Linked DNA regions of Mus musculus: region 1 is linked to region 2. A link is a contact called in public Hi-C data. All regions are on one chromosome and are shown on one strand. Each heading gives the region's core, a stretch centred on a gene start, on an enhancer-like site or on the middle of the called end of the contact. The rest is flanking DNA. Distances are from core to core; before and after follow the strand shown. Region 1 has its middle 87 kb from the start of Gm40638. Region 2 has its middle 28 kb from the start of Gm22503.

Region 1 (6,675 bases), core at 1,563-4,062, 150 kb after region 2:
CAGTGGTACAGGTCCCACTATTGCACTGCCCCTGGGCCGCAAGAAGGGGGCCAAGCTGACTCCTGAGGAGGAAGAGATTTTAAACAAAAAACGATCAAAGAAAATTCAGAAGAAATACGACGAAAGGGAAAAAAATGCCAAAATCAGCAGTCTTCTGGAGGAGCAGTTCCAGCAGGGCGAGCTTCTCGCCTGCGTTGCCTCAGGACCAGGCCAGTGTGGCGGAGCAGACGGCTGTGTGTTCGAAGGCAAGGAGCTGGAGTTCTATCTGCGGAAGATCAAAGCCCGGAAAGGCAAATGAGCCTCATGCATAGTGTAATAATGGTGTCTGCTGTTCTATAAAAAAAAAAAAAGAAAGAAAAGAAAAGAAAAGAAAAAGAACCCTGTAAATAATGGGCTCTGTGAGAAATGACACAGAATAGCCTAGACAAGAGACCAGATTGTGATAGGAAAAGGTGACTTCGTGAGATAGGAATATTTTCCATATTCTCGGGTTTCACTGTCATTATGGGAACAAACTAAAAGAGGAAGGCAACTGCTCAACTGGAAACATAAACTATTTAGAAACTGCTTATCCCTGATTTCCAACTAATGCGGTTTGTGGTAGAGCAAAGCCCTGTGCTGAATATCCTAATGTGTGCATTCACCACAGGCTGTACAGACAGGAACCATGCACAAAGGAACTGGGTCGTGTATGTCAACCAAGGAAGGGATCGTGTACACATCCAAGATGACAGAAAAGACTTGCCCACCTGTTTCCATGTTTTTCAATAACCTACCCCTGTGAAATACTTAATCCAATGATTTCATATTATTCCATATTGGGTATTTGGTATTTACTAAATCTAGGACATTGACCTCTCCTCTTTGTGCATCATTCATTGGACATCTAAGAAAAGCACACATATCCTGGGTCAGGGCATGTTATTGGAGATAGGTTCATAATATCTGTGGAGTTCTTCAGGTTTCATACATCTCATTTATATCTTTTGCCCTCATTCATACATAAGAAAGGCCTGATGTAGCAGGCAATTCTTAGGTTTAGTCTTTATTTTCTCTTCACATTACAAATGAGAAGCCAGGATGGTTCCTTTCAATTGCTCAGTTCAACTCAACTTTTGTTCTTGCTTATAACACTTCATGTATAATGACTAGGAAGGAATGGTGAGGCATACATATTTCTGGCAATCTAGCCAATAAGTTGAAACACTGACTATATCATCTATTCTTACAATTGGGTCAAAGTGCAGGAGAAAGAAAAAGAAACCCTTGTTCAAATTCTTGCCCGGTTTAGCAAAATCTCTGTTTGCACAGCATATTCAGGGTAGATCTTATGGCTTGACATTTATTCTTATTGACACATCATGAGATATTGGCTATGTTGCTTAACTCTTTGGTCTGATCTCCCATATCTGCACAAGAGGCTCATCCCACCAGCATTTATTAAGCGTCTATTTGCGTGTGCCACACTGTACTAGGTACTATACCCGAGATATGCCAAAGATCTATGAGATAGTGAAAATAAGATGTTTGCATGTCAGGACAAGAGGTTATTCATCAAAAGATTCATGAGTTCGAAGAAGGGCCTTAAGTCTAATTGCTTCTAAAATATATCTTGTTTATGATACAAAGATCAACGAAAATAGAGAATTCCTATTTCCCAAAGAGAAACTCTGCTCAGGACGAAGAATATAAGAACAGTTCCTAGAGTTATGAAACATGGGAGGTAAAACAGAGGGGATAGGGTTGGCTAGATGACTCAGTGGATAAAGAAGATTGCCACCGGGCCTGATGGCCTGAGTTCAAGCCCCAGAACTCACATGGTAAAAGGAGAGAACTGACTTCCAGAGCACACACACATACATAAATACTTAATTTTGTTTTTTAATGAAAGAGGCTAAAGACATGTTTAAATGATGCATTTATCGTAAATACTTGCAAAAATGAGTAAAACCATGCTCTCTATATATACTCACATATACTCATATATTCACATGTATATATACATACATATATATATATATATATATATATATATATATATTCGTGTATGTGTGTGTATGTGTGTGTGTACATGAGTAAAACCAAAGCTATATATTTATAGTCTGCCCTACTTTTCCTTGCTCTGCTCTCTGAGAAGCTGACTCCTGTAACTTTGCTACTGAGATCTTTGTTCTTGTCCTCAAGTTGGGGTTGGCCAATAAGTGCCAGCAGATGAGCGCTCTTCCTGGTCCTGGCCTTTGGGTGGGTCTCTGGCAGAACTATGTTTCACAGATGTGGGTAGCATTGCTTTCTCTCCCTGTGTTACTAGCAGCTTTCTCAAGTTGCATGTTTCTGGATACCTAAGTATCCACCCCTTCTTCCTTCAGTCTGCCCACACCTCGGGAAATTGTCAATTTTCATGTCCTCATTGACATAAATAATAAAGCCGCAAAACCTCTTAAATAGACTCCACAATGTTTTTCACATGAGCAAACAAAACGCCCAAATTTTCTAACTAGCTTCCCCACAACATGTGCCTGAGATCTTTAGTTTTTATTTGCCATTCTGGAAGATCTCACACAGACACATCAAAATCTTCTGGTCAGATGATAACTCACTATGAAAATATCTTCGAAGGGGTGAGAAGCCCCAGGCACTATCCTGCGCATCCTTCTTTCCCTTTACGTGGTTGATGACGTGCGTTGTAAGTCAGAGGAAAGGAAAACATCCAGCAATTCTGGGTTTTCTTAGGCAATAATGCGTCTTTCAGGTCTGGGGATGGGATTTTATCTGCGCACTTAGAGGGTGTGTAGATCAGAGTTTTATGTGACTTGTGAAGAAGTCAATGATGTAGAAGCAGTGTGTAGTGTGGATGGATGCTCATTCAGCCCAGGGTTGGCATCTTGTGAATCATTTCACCTCCCCCTTGCTCTAGTAACAAACATACTACCAAGCAGGGAGCTATAAATGAGTTCATTTCCTGGAAATACGATTTTAATGAGATTCTTTAGCTGATCACACATCAACCCGGAATAATAAAACATTGACTGCTGATCCTCTCCTCTTAAGGCTAGTGATGTAAACTCTCATCCCTGTTCTTAACACAAATCTAGCTTAACATTCAAGGTTTTAGTGGAACAGAAAATTAGATTAATGTAAGCCTGTCGGTGATAGGGACTTTTGAATAAATCCAAGAGATTTCACATCAGAAACCCATTGCCGCTTGACCTGGTGTCATGGAAAACATGACAGTTTCTAATGCTTCGCTTGGAAAACATTGAACTTTGGTTAACTCACTGTTCCCAGACTTAAAAATAGGGAATTGAGGTGGCTTAAAGGATGGGGAATTAACAGTTCAAACCTCTGACCATGGGAGCTAGAAGGTCTACACAGAAAAACATTTATTTCCTCTCCAAGATCTGTTCATGGTTTGTATTTTGGATGCTGCTGGGAGGCAACATGGGTGTAGACCATGTGACTTAACAGAAAGCCAGAGCCTGTGTAGGAGTTAGTTGTTCTTTTTATTATCGACTCTTGTAGGAACGAGCTGAAGCCCCCAGTGACTGTATTTGTCCTACCTAAGAGAAGCACCTCCAAAGACCTCTTCCCTACCAGTATGTTTCATATTTTAAAGGTTCAAGCCCTTGTCACAGCACCACACTCAAGACCAAATTCCCAGAACATGAACCTCTGGGGGGTGAGGGATTAAACTATAGCGGATCTGTACCAATCATGATTCAGTCTTTTGTTTGTTTGTCTTTAAATCTTTGTCTTTATTATAAGCTCCTCACCGGTGGAAATATTTCAAACATTTTTGTTCTTTATGATTCTTAGGGTATTCACATAGTGTTTTTTACACAACAAACATTTAATATGGATTCCAGGAGCTTTTGGAAGTAAATTATCTCAAGTTGAAGGGGAGACTCTTGTCCTTAAAGTCTCACTTGAAGCATGCCTTCTTTTTAAGTGTGGAAGGGAGAGTAAAGTTGTTTAAAGTCCTTCAGTGAGGCTGAAACACTAAGGAAGCCTAGGGCCTTGAAATGATTGTGGAAAGAATCAATAATTGCTTTATTACTGAGTAAACTGGATTTTTTTTTTTACACTCACAAAAGGAAATGGATCTGAACTCAGATGGTCCCTGGTATCTTTGTGTTAGGCAAGTTCATCCTTTTATGAGAGGACTCACCCTTATTCACATAAAATAGCATTCCATTTCAACATAGCGTTTCTTAAGCAAGAATGGCTGAGTCGAGTAGAGGGTAAGACACATAAAGTCAAATATAGCTTTTATAGGTGTATTAATACTCAGTCGAGAGCACTTCCTTGCTCAGAATTTTCTGGGGCCCGGGGGCTTGAGCTGTCAATGATGTTGAAAGAAAATGTTTTGAGGTATAATCATGTCTTGTTCATACGTTCTCTTTCTAAGTTAATATATACATGTATCCTGTGATTCTTTCCTTTTTAAAAAAAAAAAGCAAAAAAGAGAAATCTGGGCACAAGCAAGTTTTATAATGGTAGTTACAGAATAATGTGCGGCAACTTTCAAATCTCCACAGAGCTGGCCTCCCACCCTTCATTCACTGGATCAACAAATGAGCTTCCTCCTCTCCCGTTAATACCTGGCAATCCAAAGAAACGTGCTTAGGGGCAGCTCCAGATTCCCTGAGGTGATGCCACTAGCTTGCATAGAGGGGAGGACCATGAACATTGTGCTCTGCTGGTGGGGTTTGTTGACTGGAACCTCTGTGTAAATATATCAGCTCTAGAGTCCAACTTCTGTGTGTATATCAGAGGGTGTCCCTGACATGGCTGATGTCCCTTATGATGTCTCAGAAGCTTGGAGATAAACTTAACATTGGGGTGAGACAGAGACAACTGTTCAAAGCATTTAGTATCCGGAAGATAAGGCAGAAGGCAATTTAATAAGTCAGGAAACTACTTCCTTCAGCTATTGGGTGAACCAGCATTTATTGACATTTACAAGATAGTCTTCTAGGTATTATGAATAGAGGGGAGAAGAATAATTCATATTTAGAGCATCTGAAATCTAAAATTATGGATTATGCAATAATTTGTAGGATAGTATATTATGGTTTGTTTTTTTGTTGTTGTTCTTTGGGTTTGTTGTTGTTTTGGTTTTGGTTTTATCAGCTTGACATAAGTTACAATCATCTGGGAAGAAGGAACTTCAATTGAGAAAGTGCCTCCATCAGACTGGTTATAGGTAAGTCTGTAGGGGCATTTTCTTAACTAAGGACTGATGTGGGATCCTGTGGGTGGTACCCTGGGTGACTGGTCCTGGGTGGTCTAAGAAAGCAGATTACCCAAGCCAAGGGGAGCAAGTCAGGAAGCAGAATTCCTCAATGGTTTCTGCTTCAGTTCCTGCCCCAGTTCATAATCTGCATGGCTTCCTCCTGTCTTGACTTCCCTCAGTGGTAAACCATGGTTGAGACAATGTAAGCCAAATAACCCTTTCCTCCCTGGGTTGCTTTTGATCATGATTTTCTTCCCAGGAACAGAAAGGAGGCTAAGATAGTATATTAGTTTACTTGCTCTGCTATAATAAAATAGCTCAGACTGCATGACTTAGACAATGGTAATTTATTTTTCCTAGTTCTGAATGTCCGAGGCAAGTATTAAGTATCAATAAGCTGGGGATTTGGTATCACTTACAGCTTCTTTCTATAAGCTACCTGATGAGAAAGTATCTTTTGTAACACCAAGGGGCATTGCTGGTCAAGTCATTAGCTTCTTGAGATCAGGCCACTAGCTTGGCTTTGGGGAAAGGATTTGAACATCATGCTTTGCTGTTGGTGTTCCTAGAAACGTATGCCTTGTAAGCAGTATGTGGTTCAAAGACCTCTTTCAGAGAAACAGCCCATCAGGGTTCACGTTCCTCTCCTCCACGTATGGACGCATCGCATCCACAAAGAGGAAGCCTGCAGCCCAGAACTGGGGAAGTAAGAGCTTTGCTTCCTTGGCATTTGCATTTGTTTAACATCTTCATAATGAGTCACACGCAAGAGATGGCCTCCATCCTCCCAGCTGAGATTCAGTGACTAATAACAATGGTTTGGGCTCAAGTGGGGATAATTGGCGTTTCTGGAATATACAGAAATGATGGGTTGAATCAAAAAGTTATGCTCCTCTGAGGGAGCTGCAGGTGGGTAAAACAATTTGGGCTCAGTTTTTGAGGATTAAAAGGGAGAAATTCCACTTTCTGAGGCACCGAAAAATGTAAGCAGCATGGGACTCAAAGATGTCCACCATATGGATTTGAAAGGATTTGCTTTCAGAGAACACTGACATCAGAGAACCGTTCTGAACTTCTAAAGCCCTGTGAGCCCAGGAAGCAGGAGAGGGTTTAAATGCCCTGAAATTAATTTTCCTGCTTTTATTATGTTAGCCAGTGTTTTCATTTTACCATTGATACCCAGAAGCAGTTTCTCAAAAGGCCCACTTTAAAAAGATCACATCAAATAACCAAATGACACTGTTCATTTACTTGAATGACTAGAATATGAATTTCAAAAATTGCTGAATCGTGTCAAGCTGAAATGACCAGGGTCGGCTTCGCATAGATTGAGTCGACGGGAGGGTTTACTTAAACTCTTACAACTGTGAAATGGATGCTTAAATAAGCTGCAGAGACAAACAATGTTGAAGTCTTAGATTAAAGGCATGTAAATGCTTACT
Region 2 (7,164 bases), core at 5-2,504:
AAAACGCAGGTATCATAGTGGATTTGAGGAGAAAGTGGTGAGTTATGATTTTACCAGAAGTTTAGATAAATGCATGATCTTGATAGAGACATTTGTCTCAGATTAGAGAAGAGTGCCGATTAGAGATATTCTGGCTCCCTTTTACCAGAGCTGGGAAGAAAGGAAACTGTGTCTCGAGCATTAATGGATACTGAGTGTACTCAGGCTCTGGCAGGAATAGTTTAGAAAGGATAACTTGGTTACTACTACCTCTCTGCACTTCATCTAAACACAAGGGTGATTTTGAGGGTGACACAGGAAAATGCTTCTTGGTGTTAAACAAGTATTTCCCTTTAATTAATATCAATATTTTAGTATCATTCCTATTATTATACATAGGGTATATGAAAATGTTAAATTTTTATTTTATAGATGTACATTATCTTGGGATAAGGTACACTGTCACCTCCCCCAGACATTACTCTAGCACACATGCTATTAGCAGCCGTGATTATCTCCATTTCAACCAGGAACTGGTTGCATATGTCCTAGTTACTTAAAGCATCTCTGGGTCTCTGGGAAGCTTTGCTGTTTGTTGACACTCTTTCTCTCTCTCTCTCTCTCTCTTTTTTTTTGAGTATGTGATAACAGGACATAGTCTGGCTCCCTGGTGTGTGCATTAGACACAGGGCACTCCACAAGCACCCTGTTTACTATGGGGGAAAAAGCATTTGCCTGAATGGGGCTAATACAGTTTCTAGTTGGAGTCACTCTCGAGACTCTTTACTGTGCAGTCCTATAACACTTACAGAACAACAGTAAAACCAACAACTTAAGAGTGAAACTATTTAAAGTCAAAACCTACATTTTTGAAATGGTAGAAGCCACCCTGATTATAACATACAACAGTAACAATAAAAATACCCTTATCAAAATGTTACCCAAGTCTTTCCTTTACTTCTGATACATGTTAGGGGCCACAATGGCTGGGGGAGTGTGGGGTCTGGACTGCACCACCCTAGATATGATGTCTCCAAATATATGATGCCCCTCTTAAAGAGTACCTGGTCTAATTACTCCACAGTTGAGTTGGGGAATCCAATCAATAGCCGTTTTGTTTCTCCCAGAGGGGCAGTGAAGTATCTACAAAACCCTCCTAGTGAAATGTGATGCTAATACCACAGGACACTGTGAAACCAGTTCCTGTAGAGGGCTGAACAGCACGGGCGCTTTCACTGAGAACCGCTCTTGCCAGTGTTGCAAGATCGTTTCCTATTTCATAAGAGGACTGGCTTCTTCCCTGGCTGTGGCCAGGCTGCCAGACAGCTTGCACAGACTGCCCTATGAACTTTAGACCTTGCTTTCTCCACAGCTGAGGCCAGACTGGCTCTCTTTAAGTTAAAGCCTACTATGGCCTCCTTCCAGACTGTAGAGTTTCCATCTGCAATTTACAGGCTCACTGGTTTCAAAGTGGTTTCTTTAAGGTTGTTAAGTCAAATTCATCGGAGTCACGCTTTGAGTTTGTTTTTAAGTTACAAACAGTAGAGCAAAGCTTTCCAGAGATGATTTGAGAAACAAACACACATGTGACCAGTTCCGGGTTGAAATGGAGGCAGACATTGGGTGCTGGTAATATCACATGTGACAGAGTACTATCTCGAGCATTGATAAAATCTCTTGGCCCTCACCATTTCTGAGAATTGTTTGACCAGCACAAAGTGAAGTCTGTAACCCTCATGCAGGAGATGGGCATCAGGAAGGAGTATATATTTTCTCTTAAGGCATTTATCTGCCCTGGTCAGTAGGCCATGCAAGTGATACCCTCTGTATATTGATTGACCTTTTCCCCTGTGAGATGGAAAGGCAGAACAAGATGCTCTCAAAGGCCCTTCTAGGATGTGATACTCTGAGTTAGATTCAATCTTCTGACTCAACTGGAAATGATAAAACCTACCTCATGCTCTGCCTGTGCCTTCCTGATCTGGGCACAGTGATGTGTGCTGCCTTCCTGCCCTCTGGTGTGCGTTTTTCTCATCCAGACACTCAACTGTCAGAATGCCTAGAGGAGGAGCCACAGAGCACTGGATAGAGCATAATACATACTGTCTTCTGTTCTTAAGGATGCTCAAGGCCTGTCAGTGGAACAGGTAAAGGGAGCCACAAGGACCCGCTTCCCAGCCATTTTTCTTCCTCTGTGCCTTGGGTCACCTGCCAGTGTCTTCTGAAATATTCGGCATAGATAGAGTGTTCTCTTGTACTGCAGAACAATAGACTGATGAACAGACTGGTCCTGACATATAGCCCTTGCTCGTAGGCTAACAGAGAAGAGGTGCTGCCTTTTTCTCTGAGTGTGGCCTACTTGTGTTTGCTAATGACATCTAAGAATTAGAAACAACCACTTTAAAAAAACTTAGAAGATAACTTTGATTTACTTGTTAATACGTATAAAGGTAAGATTCCAAATAAAAATCCCAGTTCCAAGCTCTCTTTCCTTCCTTCCTTCCTTCCTTCCTTCCTTCCTTCCTTCCTTCCTTCCTTCCTTCCTCCCTTCCTTCCTCCCTCTCTCTCTCTCTCTCTCTCTTTCTCTCTCTCTCTCTCTCTCTCTCTCTCTCTCTCTCTCTCTCTCTCTCTCTCATTCTTTCTAACATTTCCAACCATGTTTGGATGTATGTTTCTCTAAGTCCAAGCAGGAGAACCTCAGAGGTCACTGCCCCCATGTCATAGTTTAGGTAGTCAGGAAGATAGACCTGCCTGGCCTGTTTTACAGTTTACTTTGTTGGCCTGGCTCCTTTGGTCACTTCAACAGGGCTCTTCAGTGACTTTGATGAGCCGAGTGGTGTCGCTTGTACCAGGCAAAGGACATTGGCATCTAGAAACAACAACTTCACTGAGGCAGACTCCTTGGGAATAAAGCAGAGACTATGGAAGGACCTCCCACCTTAGGCTCAGGGTGGTTCAAAGTCAGGGCAGTGGGCAGGTAGGCACCTGGAACTGAGCTCAGCAGGATGAAAGGGTGGTGCCCTAGGGTGGAGGACCTGAGGCCATCTTACGTGATCTCCTAATACCAGTAGAAATATTTGTCAGTAAAGTAATATCAGTCGTATATTCACAACTCTAGTCGTTTTGTGGAAATGGTCCTTATATTCCTCAGGTATTAGAACCGTGAATGAAGCACAGTGACTTAGTTTCTTGCATCTGCATGGTCCTTAGCATTTCACAACAGGGATCTTGGCTTGGCTAATATTTTCATGCCCTAATAACAGCAATCAACACTTGGGCTGGTCATATGGTAATAAATAAGCACCCATCTGGGACATGGCCTTGTAAAACAGGGCAGGAAATGCCACATCATATGGAAAGTTGTACTTTTAGTTTCATAACTCGACTTTTGCCTAACAAAGACACTTACTGAAACAGTCCTTGCAAGCATAAGGCATGTATTAAAATATGTCATGAAAATTGTATCTTTGTACAAAATATTTTCCTAAAGCTCTTCTTGAGTTATCTCCGTGACTCTCTGAGGCAGGTGGAGGTGTCCTTATTGAAAATAATTTATAAGAAAGGGAAATGGGGACTAGGGAAAATGGAGTGATTTTGTTCACATCTTATAGTTAGGGAGACAGAGACTTTCCAGTCTGTGTCCCCTGCTTCCCTGTCATGGTGTGTGGATTCCTGTAGATGTTCATATTCCAAAACAATGGCTGCCAGTCGAGAGAGGTGAAGGTTTTTCTTTTTTAACCTACATACTTTTAAAGTGCTTGCTAGGGAGAGTGGCAAATGTCTTTTAGAATGTGTATGGCTCTTAAGAAAAACAGAAAAGCACCATGAAGACCATTTTCAGGTTTTTTTTAACACTCAGATCACGGGAGTCACAATACAAATGAGCTGAGTTTCTTTTACGGCTTCCTTTATGGAGTCATGGCCTCCCAACAGAGAGCTGTGATGAGCTAGAGAGGACATCTGTAATGGGTGACACTCTGCAGGAGATGCTTTCCCTAGCTGTTACATGTGCCGTGACCATCCTCTGTATCTAAAATGTGCCGTAGAAAACGTCTAATCTCATGATATTATCATTCAGCTGCAGATAGAAAATATGTATACGTCCCTCAAACCCTCCCATGTCACCTAAACTATCCCACCTCTCCTTCTCGGGTTCTTGTCCTTGCTACCTTGTCAAAGGAAAGCATGCAAAGTAGGTTCCCAAGGGAACCCCTTGCCTCAACCCTTTCTCGGACACTGGTTTTCCTCTTTCGTTCCTGACTCTACTCCAGGAGTCAGGGTTTGGGGGCTGCCTTATTTACTTTCTGGCACTTTTCAGTGTGTGTGATTGGCTGGGCCCTGGGGGAGAGGGGGCACTTAGAAACATGCTATTGACTGTCTTACAGAATTGGTTATACAGTTAAATATGAGGATACTTCTGAAGAACTTTTTGTGTTATTGGAGACTGTGGCTTATTTCTTAAGAAAATAGTAGTCTTGTTAATAAAGGAAAAATACTCATTTGACATAAAAATTCCTTTAAGCTCACTAAAGTATCTATCTCAAATACTTTTTGTGAGGTCATATCTTTTTTTTTCTAAAGCAATTAGGTGCTGTGGGATCCAGTGACTTTCGAAAATTCAGTATTATGAAGTGGAAACAATTTTTTCAAATGCCACGAGCATCTCAATGTGTGAAGTTACGGTGTTTTCGGGAAATTGTTTCTTTTAACACAAGGCCAGAGTGGGCTTGGCCATCATGGGAGGTGTGGTTTTTTCCGTCAGGGCTGTCATGTTGTGATGAAAAGGAGCTGCAGAAAGTCATCACTCTTGTCTTCTTTGTGGTCAAGAAACCTGAACTTTATATGTTAATTCCTAATTTTATTATTTTATATGTGTGGATCTTTGCCTGTGTTCGTGTGTGTGTGTGTGTGTGTGTGTGTGTGTGTGTGTGCGCGCGCGCGCGCGCGCACTACACCCTTGCCTGGTATTCAAGGAGGCCAGAAGTTAGAACTGGATCCTCTGAAACTAGAGTTACAAATGGCTATGAGTTACCATGTAGAGACTGGGACTCAAACCCATGTTCTCCGGAAGAGCAGCCTCTGTTCTTAAATGCGGAACCGTTTCTCTAGCACCAGTATGTTCATTTCTCAACATTGGATCTACAAAGAAAACTCCCACAATAGCCAATCTCCTTTCATTTCTATTTCTATTCTCCATTTTTCCTCCTCTTATAAGCCTTATTAATTCCCACTTTAACACTGATTATTCTTTGGTTTTGTGACTGAACCTCGGGGATCCCAAGTTGTGTGCCATTGGTCACGTTATTCCTATATTTAAATTAAGGCTATGTCTACTTCTGTTTACTCTTATGTCTGCGAATCTTCTCCAATCTTAGTTTGTTTAGCTGAGCATGGTGGTGGAAGCCTTCAATCCCAACACTCCAGGGTCTGAGGAAGATATAAATTCCACAGCCATCCTAGGCTGCATAAGGAGAAGCTATCTCAAAAAAATAAAAATAAAAAAAAAAGAAAAAAAAAAAAGAAAAAAAGAAAAAAAAAGAAAAAGAAAAAAAGACAAAACAAAACAAACAAGCACACATAAAATATTCACCTTCTTCATTTATTTATCTTTTAGTATTGATGTTTCCTCTGAGGGCTTGTATAGTTTATGTCTAAACTGTGTTGTCATTTAGCACATAGTCACTCATTTATCAACTTATGAGACATAAAAGGCAAGTTCAGACTTTTCAAGGAATTTATATATTAATAGAATTCATGGCTTATATTTATGAGGAATATTTCAAAGTAAAAATATTCTGTAAGAAATGGAAAATTGGTGGATCCATGATTAAGAGGTAGTATTATATATGTGTATATGTATTTATAATATATATTATTCATATATTTATAAACTTCTAGGGCAGTACTTGCCACATACCATGTACCTGAAACAGTCTCTTTCTATGGGTTTGATAAAAGGGGAGCGAAATCAGTGCCAGCCTAATGGAAGAGGTGACCTTTAGTCCTGACCAAATAGGTCACACAGGAATGAGTGAAGAAAGGCTAAGAACTTTCTGGGCAGCATGACTCAGATTTGGGACTCTGTAACTCATCTTTATGGACATAGATTCTTCTTGCTTAGACATCCAAGAGACCCTCAGGGTACCATGAGGTCTTTGAACTACACATTAAGGACCATCACAATTGGCTATATAAGGCCATCCAACTCTTTAAAAAAGATTTCATTTTTTAAAGTTGTGTATGTGTGTGTGTCTGTGTGTGTGTGTGTGAGAGAGAGAGAGAGAGAGAGAGAGAGAGAGAGAGAGAGAGAGAGAGAATGCATGTGCTCATGGAGGCCAGAGATTGTGATTGGAGCCCAATATAATAATTGGCTAATGTCAACAATGGCTCCCATTAAAACTTTATATAAGTATACATACATACATACATACATACATACATACATACATACATACATGTGTGCATGCATCTATGCATCCTATCTTATCATCTATCTATCTATCTATCTATCTATCTATCTATCTATCTATCTATCATCTATCATGAAAATTTTAAGAAGTAGACACTCAGGTATATAAGTAGTATAAATGGATAGAGTCAGCTATTAATTATTTGCCCAAAGATAATAACAGAGACAATGCTAGTAGTAAAATCAATTACTCTTTCTACAAAAGAAATTAATCAGAGTAAGGAAATAGATATGCATAGACAGGATGGTGACCTGCCAGTGTAGTTTCTGCCAATTTTAAGTCCCTGGGGCTTTTTAGCATCACTTCACCATGTCCCTTCACTGTCTGCGGGCAGATGACAGATGCGTTTGTATTTGTATATGAACCAGATACACCTGGAAACCCCAGCTATGAAGTGCACCATTGGAAGTGCACATTCTTTAGCTGTTTTTCATCAGGGAATTGCATCAGGAGGAACTTAGCAGAGCTTTTCAGAGGTCATGTTAATAAGTCTTCAGAGATTTCGAGTGTACCTTGGCCATGGCCCCTTCTTTAGAATATATCATCCTTTGGCATGTCTGTATAGGGCCAGGCCTCCCTTCATCTTTCTCTAGTGCATGCCCTAACCAGACTTGATAAGCTTCAGCTCCAACATTCAAGATGGACCTATATTATATTCTAGCATCTACACCCTAAAAACTTAAACAGGGGATCTTTTGGGTATTGTGTTTTATTT

What was found. A called contact is a pair of places that touch in the nucleus more often than the background predicts.
Region 1: a contact with region 2 is called in a Hi-C map of uterus. The contact joins two enhancer-like sites. A contact is called at or near these places in 4 of 484 Hi-C or Micro-C datasets (bone marrow-derived macrophages, nephron progenitors and uterus) and 1 of 115 datasets of contacts at active chromatin or transcription factors (pancreatic cancer cells).

What each region holds. Positions count from the first base shown.
Region 1 is chr10:44,852,944-44,859,618 of GRCm38.p6, forward strand. It overlaps the pseudogene Gm6983. Among named protein-coding and RNA genes, the nearest start is that of Gm40638, 87 kb to the right of the region's middle. Within about 2 kb of position 2,813, at least 2 of the 459 cell types and tissues checked have an H3K27ac peak or open chromatin away from gene starts, as enhancers often do. A contact at or near this core is called in uterus, where this site is marked.
Region 2 is chr10:44,701,032-44,708,195 of GRCm38.p6, forward strand. No RefSeq gene overlaps it. Among named protein-coding and RNA genes, the nearest start is that of Gm22503, 28 kb to the right of the region's middle. Within about 2 kb of position 1,255, at least 54 of the 459 cell types and tissues checked have an H3K27ac peak or open chromatin away from gene starts, as enhancers often do. A contact at or near this core is called in uterus, where this site is marked.